Linked DNA regions of Sus scrofa: region 1 is linked to region 2. Evidence: chromatin contacts called from public HiChIP or PLAC-seq data. All regions are on one chromosome and are shown on one strand. Each heading gives the region's core, a stretch centred on a gene start, on an enhancer-like site or on the middle of the called end of the contact. The rest is flanking DNA. Distances are from core to core; before and after follow the strand shown.

Evidence for each region. HiChIP or PLAC-seq counts read pairs in DNA pulled down with a chosen protein or histone mark.
Region 1: an H3K27ac HiChIP or PLAC-seq map of alveolar macrophages shows a contact between it and region 2. The contact joins two enhancer-like sites. A contact is called at or near these places in 1 of 47 Hi-C or Micro-C datasets (liver) and 2 of 2 datasets of contacts at active chromatin or transcription factors (alveolar macrophages and skeletal muscle).

Annotation. Positions count from the first base shown.
Region 1 is chr8:138,913,103-138,918,610 of Sscrofa11.1, forward strand. No RefSeq gene overlaps it. Among named protein-coding and RNA genes, the nearest start is that of BMP2K, 130 kb to the left of the region's middle. Within about 2 kb of position 3,404, at least 16 of the 83 cell types and tissues checked have an H3K27ac peak or open chromatin away from gene starts, as enhancers often do. A contact at or near this core is called in alveolar macrophages and skeletal muscle, where this site is marked.
Region 2 is chr8:138,766,494-138,771,339 of Sscrofa11.1, forward strand. The region is part of intron 1 of BMP2K (BMP-2-inducible protein kinase); the gene reads right to left. Among named protein-coding and RNA genes, the nearest start is that of BMP2K, 21 kb to the right of the region's middle. Within about 2 kb of position 2,113, at least 44 of the 83 cell types and tissues checked have an H3K27ac peak or open chromatin away from gene starts, as enhancers often do. A contact at or near this core is called in alveolar macrophages and skeletal muscle, where this site is marked.

The sequences.
Region 1 (5,508 bases), core at 2,154-4,653, 150 kb after region 2:
GTGGCGTAGGCCGGCAGCTACAGCTCCGATTATACCCCTAGCCTGGGAACCTCCATATGCCATGGGTCCAGCCCTAAAAAAAAAGACAAAAGACCAAAAAAAAAAAAAAATCCAAATGCTGTGGCTTAACCAAGTTGACACATGAAATTAATCATGACATTTCCATTAACATAAATCCTTTTTTTTTCTAACCGCTTTCTTTCTATCTCTGGCCTGAAACATGTTCTGTGAAATCCCTGTTGTCCCACTAGTTTTTAGCATGGGGGCTTTATCTTCCCTCCCTCCCTGGAGTCAGAGGGTGAGGTGGAGGGCTGGCTCTTTTCTCTTTTCACGAGCTGAGCGCCTGCTCCCGCCCCCCCATCACCTGTTCAGGTGAAGCCCACACCATCTGTTCTCACTTCCCAGCGCTTTTAGCTCCCTCCTGTCCCTTCCCCTCTGCCCTCCTTAGTGACCTCAAGCCTGTGGTAACCTTCCCATCCCTTGACCCCATGCACTGTGCCATTTTGCCCCTGCTAACGACCTCCAGATCTGGTGCACCTGTCAGTGGGGAGGCACTCAGGGCTTGCAAGGGTCTGTTTCTGAGCTTTGTTTTCCCACTTGCATGGCCACAGCCTGTCATCCCCTCCACCCCACCCGGTCAGCCTCTCTCCTGCTTCACACCCTCCTTCATTTGCTAATTCTGTTTGCCTTCACTCCCTGCCTTGCTTGCTAGAATCATTGACACTTTGTGCACCCCCACACCCTAACCTTGATGGTCAAAGAACCCCTGGAAATAAATGCAAAGCAGTATTAGGTAGTCCTAGTAACTTGACAGGTAATAAATGGGAGTTCTACCGCCTCCTCATGTCACTCCCTCCCTCACCCTCCTCTCTCGCTCCTCCAAGTTACTCTGTGTTTTTGGAGGAAAATTCAGAACTCGGGCTGTAGCTCACTTCCTGCCCAGCGCTATCTAACTTCAGCTGCTCACTGACCCCACCTCTCCTTTCCTGTAAGTCTCCCAGCAACATCTTAGCACATGGGCACATAAAGTTGACCTTTCTAGATTATTTCTACCCCAAACCCTCCATTTCTTCCATCAACTCCTCGACCCCATAGTTCACAAAGTTACACCCACAGATATGGCTCCTATTTAAATAATCTGACTATTTTAGGATAATTTCCCCCACAAAGTGACCCTGACAAAAGGATCCAGGTATCCCAGGGGGTGCTGGAAGGTGAAAGCAGATGTAACCTAGAAACAGGAAGGGGGCCAATGCAGGGTGTATTATGAGCTGGTTATTGCTATGGGCAATTGGGGCTTATTCTTCCCCGGGTGGGGGGGTGTTTCTCTGGAAGGTGGTATAGATGGTACCTCTGAGTTTTCCCATCTCAGAGGGGAGTGCAATCAGGATTTGTCCACTGCCTGCCATCCGTCATTACTCAGTGGCTGTCCCAGGGCGCTGGCCCCCTGGTGCTGCTGTTCTGCCCTGGCTGGGGCCAAGGCAAGCTCTTGCAGCAAGGGAAAGGCTGGAGGCACCTGCAGGAGGAGCAGGTGCCGTGTGTGGATGCTGAGTCGAGGGGTCCTACACTTCCTCTCCAACCGGCTTTACTGTAACGTGGACCTAGACCTGCACCTACCTCCCCAGCCTTTCATCAGTGCGCCAGCCACTCCAGGCACATTATTTCATCCTCTTGACCATGGAAGTCGGCATTGCCCATATTTACATAAGAGGAAAGAAGCAGTTATGGTTAAGTAACATCACAAAAATTACCCAGCTAGTAAATCCTGGGACTTTGACTTAGAGACTCTTAAATCTATGCATTTTTCTAGTAGAGCAGAAATCCAGAGGCAGAATCTTGGGGAATACCCATCATTATGAGAAATGTCTTGAAGCAAGAAGAGCGGGATTGAGAGCAGAGACGGAGGGGTTATTTTAGAGTCATCGTGGGCCACTTTTCCTCTAAGACTGGTCCATGCTCTCCCCTACATTCATTTCTATTCACATAGCTTTCTAAAGCTTGCTGGGCCAGGATTTTATTTTTTTAATCCACAGGCCCTAACACAATTTCTAGGAACAAATAACAGATACAATGCAGTTTTTGGAATAAAAAATGCCTGGTAATAATGTAATGTAATAAGTGCTCAATTTTATTTAACAGTTATGTATCAATCACTTAGTAGGTACCAGGCACTGGGCTAGATGCTAAGAACACAATGATGGACCACAAATAGTCACTGACAGAAGGCACGAATCAATGAAAGACATGGTCTATTTTTCAATATGAAATATACCATGTTCTCAAACTAACTTTAATTATATAGAGCCATCCGCTAATGACAGCCCTTTAACTTTTGCCATTAAGATGAATCTAGTACTCAGCATTTTCTTTCTTGGTCTGAACCTGCCTAGGGTTATTTTCAGCATTTAACATTTAGATAATGTTCATAGGACTGCTGTTAAGATTAAATAAAATAATAACTGCCAAATCCCAAGCATTTTATATAATTTACCACACTTGCTAGTATCCATAGATTATAAGTTTCACAGAAATAGACACTGATTTATTTTATTTTATTAAAAATTTTTCCTGCTTTATGGAGGTAAATTGAAATTTTTGAGAAAGTTGTTTTGTAAATTGTCATATATATAACAAGATATATAAGCTTAAGGTATACCCTACGATGATTTGATATATACATATATTGCAAAACAATGACCATGATAAGCTTAGTTAATATCCATCACACATATAGCTGCAATTTTGGGGGGGGGGGTGTGAGATGAGAACTTGGAAGATTTGCTCTTCCAACAACTTTCAAATAAAGTATTGTTAATTATAATCACCTTTCTGTACATTCCATTCTCAGAACTTACTTCTAAGATACTGGTTTATTTTAATTTACCTGCATGTATATCCAGCTTTTATCATGCTTAGCACAGGAGGTCTTCAGTTAATATCGATGGGCTCAATAATTATTATAGATATTATTAGTTCAATGTCAAAGACTAAGTAAACACTCAAAGAGATTGAATAGATTTTCCCAATTTCTCAAATCTACTTGGGTAGCCGAGTTAGCACAAATGAGCTCTTTCTCACTCCACTGTGACTAAGGGCCTCTATAAGGCATGCGGCACAGTGCTGACCACACCGTGGGCAGTCAATAGTCCTCTTCCTTCATCGCTGCCTCATTAAAGATGTCTTGGGAACAAAGAGCAACTTTGCTGCTTGTCCTCCAGAAGCTTCTCCTCCTTCATTCAGCTTCCTCTCGTGACTCATATTCCTCTCCCACTCCAGGCCCTCTGGCTTCCCCTGTGGCTCAGGGCCGGGCACTGGTGACGCTCTGGACGTTTGCCTGCATGTCTACGATCCCTTCAACTCAAGCTGCGCCCGCCAGCGACGTGACCTTTAGAAGCTGCCAAGTCCCTGTTGCTGAGTGGTTCCTGCTGCTCTGTGCCTCATGAAGAAGGGGAGATGGAAGAGGAGCGTACTTCCCCCTCGGAAAGTATGAGAAACCCCAGACCAAGGAAGTTATGCAAGTGATGGGGAGAAGTTCGTTCAGGGTTTCAGCTCTGCCCATACACCTGTGCCTGGCCTTGGCACATTCTAGAGTTCTTGGCTCTCGATAGCTCAGTGACTGGGAAGCAGAAAACACACAGCCAACTGTTCACTTCTGGTCTGAGAACCTCCTGACCAGTTGCCTCAGATTTAAAGATATGTCACTGCCTTCTTTATCATGGTGGCTTTTGTCCTGTACTAGATGATTTTATGTTCTTGAGCTATAAACTTCCAAGGGACCAATTTTGACTTCAGTACTTGTGACTGTTAGAAGCTGATAATATATCATGAAGTTGCTTTGGGTGGGAAGCCAGGGGGTTCATGAGACCTCCAAGTTTCCAGAGCCTTCTCCCCCTTGGAGAAGGACCTCCAGAGTAAAGAGCTTTGCAATTGCTCTGCTATTGCTTTGAGGCACCAGTGTGAGAGTGTCTGGGACATGGACTTGGGAGCTGTGGATATCTCGGTTAGTATTATGATTCTAGAATGATCTAGTTGTGTGATGTAGGGTGGTACTTAGCCTTTCTGAGCCTCAGTTTCCTAACTGATAAATGGCGATAAATATTACCTACTTGGGAGTTCCAGTCGTGGCGCAGTGGTTAACGAATCCGACTAGAAACCATGAGGTTGTGGGTTCAATCCCTGGCCTTGCTCAGTGGGTTAAGGATCCAGCATTGCCGTGAGCTGTGGTGTAGGTCACAGACTCAGCTCGGATCCCGTGTTGCTTTGGCTCTGGCATAGGCTGGTGGCTATGGCTGCAATTGGACCCCTAGCCTGGGAACCTCCATATGCCGCGGGAGCGGACCTCAAAAGGCAGAAAAAAAAAAAAAGACAAAAAAAAATTACCTACTTGATGGCATTGAGGTTAAATGAGAGAACATCCATAAACTGCTCACACTCAGTGTTAAGAAATGGATGCCCATTATCACTGAAACACCAGGAAGGATGAGAAGACAGTTAACACCTAATGGCTCTTCAGGTCTGTTTTCTGAGAAGAGCATGTGAGATCTTAAAGCCAAAGCTGAATTCCCTCCTCTGAAAGGGAGATAAGAATGTTTGGAAAGCTGCAAAACATTGGTTATTAAACAGACCATGCAGTCCTGTGTCAGTTGCCCTGTATTTTTTTTTTTTTTTTTTTTTTTTAAGGGCCAAACCTGTGGCATATGGAGATTCCCAGGCTAGGGGTCGAATCGAAGCTGCAGCTGCCAGCCTACACCACACCCACATGGCAACTGTGGGATCTGAGCCACGCTGGCAACCTATGCCCCCACTCATGACAATGCTGCATGCTGCGCCACAAAGGGAACTCTGCCCTATAATTATTAATAATAAAACATTTGAAGCAAAAAGGATCATATGTATATACCAGGTATAGCAAGAGAGAATGGGGAATTGAGAAAAGGTGTAAATAGTATCAAATTGTTACTATATATCAGGTGTTGTAGTAGGTGCTCTTTGTTAGGTAACTTTTGTCACCTCATTTGATTCTTCATCTCTTCCACAACGGTTCTAATTATTCCCTCCCTGGGTCTCCTGACACTATGAGTTACATAAATTACTCCCATCTTTTAGAAAAATTGACATAGAACTGACATTAGTTTTAGGCATACAACATAATGATTTGATACATGTATATATTGCAAAATGATTAGCACAATAGGTTTAGTTGACATCTGTCATCACACTGCTACAATTTTTTTTTCTTGTGATGAGAACATTTCAGATGTATTCTCCTGGCAGTTTTCAGATGTACAGCACAGCATTCCAGCTGCAGTCCCCATGCTCTGCGTCACATCCCCAGGACTTATTTTCTGACAGTTCTAAGTCTGTATGTTTGACTACCTTCATCCATTTCATCCACCTCCCAAACCCCGCCTCTGGCGACCACCTGTTTTTCTCTGTATCTACGAGTTCTGATTTTTTGTCTTTTGGGTTTTTTTTTTTGGGGGGGCGGGTTGTTCTTTGGCCAGATCT
Region 2 (4,846 bases), core at 863-3,362:
ATGAAAAATACGATAACTGAGAAGGGTAAATGCAAATGAAGCACACCTTAAGAAAGAGAACTAAAAGATGTATCTGCATACAGCAGAGTGCTGATACATATCAATATGCAGCACCGAGTTAAGATGGAAAACGGGAAAGAGGCTGTGCGACGTGGAGGACATGGTGCCGAGATTCAATATACATCTGTCACCTGAGAGAGCTGGGAAGAGGCATTATTAGGCTATGGTTGAGAATTCTCCAGAACTGATGGAAGACACCAAGCAGCAGATCCAGAAAAATAAAATAATTCTATAATAAAATAACAGAAAACCATACTTAGACCATCACAAAGAGGACAGCACTGGAGTTCCCACTGTGGCCCAGCAGGTTAAGAACCAGACCAGTATCTATGATGATGAGGGTCTGATCCCTGGCCTCCCTCAGTGGGTTAAGGATCTGGCCCTGCCGTGGGCTGCAGTGTAGGTCACAGAGGCACCTCAGATCTGGCGTTGGTGTAGGCGGGCAGCTGCAACTCCAATTAGACCCCTAGCCTGGGAACTCCCTTATGCTACAGGTACCGCCCTAAAAAGGACAAAGAAAAAAAAAAGTACAGCACCAAAAAGAAACCCTCAAAGCCACCAGTGAGCACATGCAGATTAGGCACAAAGGCAAGCAGAGTGACTACCGACCTCTCAACAGTAAAAGGAAACAGAAGGCAGTGAAATGACACCACCAAAATGCTGACGGAAAATAACTATCAGCCTAGAATTCCGTATCAAGCAAAACTCTTTAGAATGAAGATGAAACAAAAACTTTTCAGCTTTATTATAAATGACCTTTACTGAAGGAACTTTAAAGGAAGATTGCGTCAGAGCAAAGGCAGTTGAGCCTAGATGGGAGGTCCGACATACAAGAAAGAATGACAAACCAAGTGGACAGCTATTAAACTCTGACTTATAAAACAACAGGCATAATGCCTAATCTGCCAACTACAGAAACGTGAAAATAAATGCAAAATCCTGGACAATATTATCATAAATCGGAGGAGAAAATGGGGATGCACGTAGGACTTAAGGCATTCTACAATTCTCAGAATATTTGTGCAACATATAGATAATTCAGTCCAAAACAAAAGCAAAGAAAGAATTTTTTTAAAAGAAGGATAATAATTAGCAAACATTGTTTAAAGAGATTCAAAGGACTCACCAGCAAAAGCAGGAGATAAATTAGAAAGGTATTTCGATATGAAGAAAAAGGTCTCAAAAGGACACAAGAAGAAGGTTAAGAGGTTAGTGAGACATTAATACACACCCCCCTCACCCCTGCAAGAGCCACTTCCATGTCCAGGCAAAAGATAGTAAGGGTACACAAACCAAGGAGGTGACACATTCATCTCGAGTTTCTCGCGTGGGTGACTTTTGTATGGACGTCCCTCCCAACGAAGACAGAGAAGGTGTTGATGTAGTGAGAAGTTTGGGGTTTTTTAATATTTTAACAGGGATGCCCTGTCTTCGGCAGTGGCAAGGAGGTGTGTACTCCATGGATAGAGATTTGGGGAATCTGTGTTTGTGAACTGAGCCATCACACAAACAGATCATGGGTATAACGGGCAGGTGAAACACCAACAGCAGGCAAAGAAAAACAAGCTCATCGAGCACTACGGAATCTTCTAACTCCATCTTAAAATATTTTGGACAATTGCTGTTAGGAAAATACTAAAAGAAAATTCTTTTTTAAAAAACTTTTGCTAGACACTGAAATGTTGACAAAGTTTTTAAAATAAATTCATTCTCCAAAAACTTATTTACGCTTTTAGTAGGTATCAGATATTTCTTGTACACAAGCAGGGCAATTCTAAAGTCTATTAACAAATGAATTGTTTGCCATTCTTTATTTTTAGATATTAACTTTATAATACAAATTATATTTTTATCAAATAAAAATAGCTCTATTTCAAAGCTTTGAAGACAGCTGTAGTTCCAGCCACTCCAATTTAAAATATTAACATGAAAGAGAAGGCAACACCCACTTTTTGCACATCTAGAAATTAAGCCAGCTTGACACTCAACGACCTGCACATGTAACTACATCCAGTCTTTGCTTTACTAAAGTAGAACCAAAATCACAACAACCCATAGTTAGCAAACAAAAACCACTAAAATTTGAATTACTGAACGTGCATGAGGAAGTGAGGAAGCATGGTAAGGCCACATGGTTCAATCCAAGTAAGAAACATTTTTTCTAAGTCACAGAAGATCTAGCAGGTACTGCACAGGCTGTTAGCTCCTCCCGGCAGTATCCTTTATCACTGCACCAGCCCCAACATGCTGATGCTTCTGCACGCACTTTGTATAACCATCTCAAGTGCCAAGTAAACACAGCGCCCTCTGTAATTACTTCAGAGGGGGAGGAGGGGCCTACTGAGAAAAACCACAACACAGAGCCAAAGTATCAGCAGAGAGCCAGTATCTACTACTCCAAGGCCTGAGAGCAAAACCTTGGCTCAGAAAACAGATACATATTTAAAAACGTTCTGTGTAAGCCTAAGAAAAGCACACTCCGCCAGTTTCACGTTGGCTGATCTTGATGTTACTAAACCCAATGGAGACTCAAACTGAAAGAACAGGTTGTGTAATTCCTCCTTTTCAAAGACGGCTCCAATCTGCTTCCTGGTTCGTCAGGCCTGTCAGGGAGAGCAGGGGATATTTTTCTCACCAGCCTCTACCACTCCCTAGGCTTACTATTCCATTGATTTAATCTGTATTTATCCTCTACCAACAGAAAACCACCCAGGATTGTTATCCAACTCTGTGCTTTCCAGCCGCTTGGCTAACCCCCGGGATCAGTGATGTTCATGGCAGAGTCTCCGTCAGCCTCGGGTGACCAGCAGGGCCCTCCAACCACAAGGAGGCCACTCTGAGGGCTGAGGGGGAGCCATCCTGGCACACCTGGAACCCACCTGCGCACACCGGCCTGACCACAGCACATCAGTAGGGAAGAGGTGGTCACACTCTTCTGACACTCAGAGATCAGACCAGACACAGCCTCACAAACACTGTACGAACTCTTAACAGAAGAGAGAGAAAAACTGTACTTAAACGCGTTAAATACATACACACGCAACACACAAACACAAGCATCAGCAGCAGAACCTCACCCCAAAAATCAAGTATCTGTATATAGGTTTGAAATATAAATTCTCTACACACTTTTATATCCCATTATTTTCATGGACATTATAAGACCCACAGCCACTATTATCTAAACTACTAAAAGACAAAAACTTGAGTACCACTTTTACATGACAAAAACCACAGAAAATCAAGGAATATACTATAGGGGAAATTTACATAATGGCCATGCACTCTCTGAAATCGACAGGGTTTATATGTATATAAATTTTCCTGAGAAAAGCATCTATATATCTTGCATTAAATTCTCAAGGAAACATGCAATTCAAAAAAAAAAAGTTATTTTTACTACTTCTATTGGAAGACGTAACTTTTTCCAAATTCTGGTCCTATATATCCCCCTTTTTTAAACAGTCTATGAACTAGCTCCTGAGGGTACCTGACCTACATTGGCTTCACATTTCTGTTCTAGAAAAATAGGAATCGTGCTGTTGCCATGTCTACTTAAGAATTGGTGAACACATCAAATTTGACAATGCAGGAGAAAGTTCTCTAGACAATTAGAAGTCTCTATCAAAATACGTCAATCTGTAATCATTTGATAATGTTGCCACTGATGCTGTTATCTGTGTGAGAACGGTCTATAAAGACATGTAAAATTTCAGACAGAACAAGCACCATAAAGAAAGTCAAAACAAGTTTTGTCTTAAAAGCATTGAAGGAGTTCCTGTCGTGGCTCCGTGGAAACAAATCTGACTAGTATCCATGAGGATGCAGGTTCGCCTCACTCAGTGGTTAAGGATCCGTCGCTGCCATGAGCTGCGGTGTGAGTAGCAGACAAGGCTCGGATCTGGCGTTGCTGTGGCTGTGGTGGGCCAGCGGCCACAGCTCCGATTCAACCCCTACCCTGGGAACCTCCAAATGCAGAGGGTGCAGCCCTACCAAAAAAAAAAAAAAATTACATCTTGGGAAGTACGCGATCATAAGCTTTTCTAAGAACAAACTCTTTCCAGAGTGAAATAATTCCTAGAAATGCCATAGAAAGAAAGCTAAGGAAAGAAATAAGACTGGTTATTTCCTACCTTGGTGGGTGTCTCTATACACTAACAATATTTCTAAAATTACTCCCATAACCTATAAATTACTTAATGCACTGTTCCCTTTGACCTTAATAAAGATGAGAGGGGCTTCAAAACAGGTCAGCCAAGTTTCTCACAGGGACCCAACAGGGACCGTGTTCCCTTCCTTTGTTTCTTTCAACCAAAATCTTACAAGATGTCTAGTAATTCTGACATTTATGACTTCAACAAATGGAGAGATATGCTATGTTCCTGGAAAAGAATACTCAATATTGTCAATATGCTCAGTTCCATATTAACATACAGTTTTCGTGTAATGCCTATGAAAATCCCAACGCTGCAGAATTATAGGGAGTGCTTGGTTTTCTGGACAGTTAGCTCAACCTAGGATGAACTCTCTGGGACTTAAGTCCAGGAATCTGTTCCATGAGCACCCGGTAAAGTTTAAGAACATCTGCACTATTACTCTAATGACTCTGGGGGGTATTTTCCTCTCCCTCCTAGGAGACTGGCTCAGGGAGAGAGTGACCTGTAGAAACAGCAGCAGCAGCATCACCTGAAAGCTTGCTCATAACGCAGAAGTCAGGCCCCATCTCAGATGCACTGAGTCAGAAGCTGTATTTTATTACATCTGGAGGTGATTCATATACCTATTA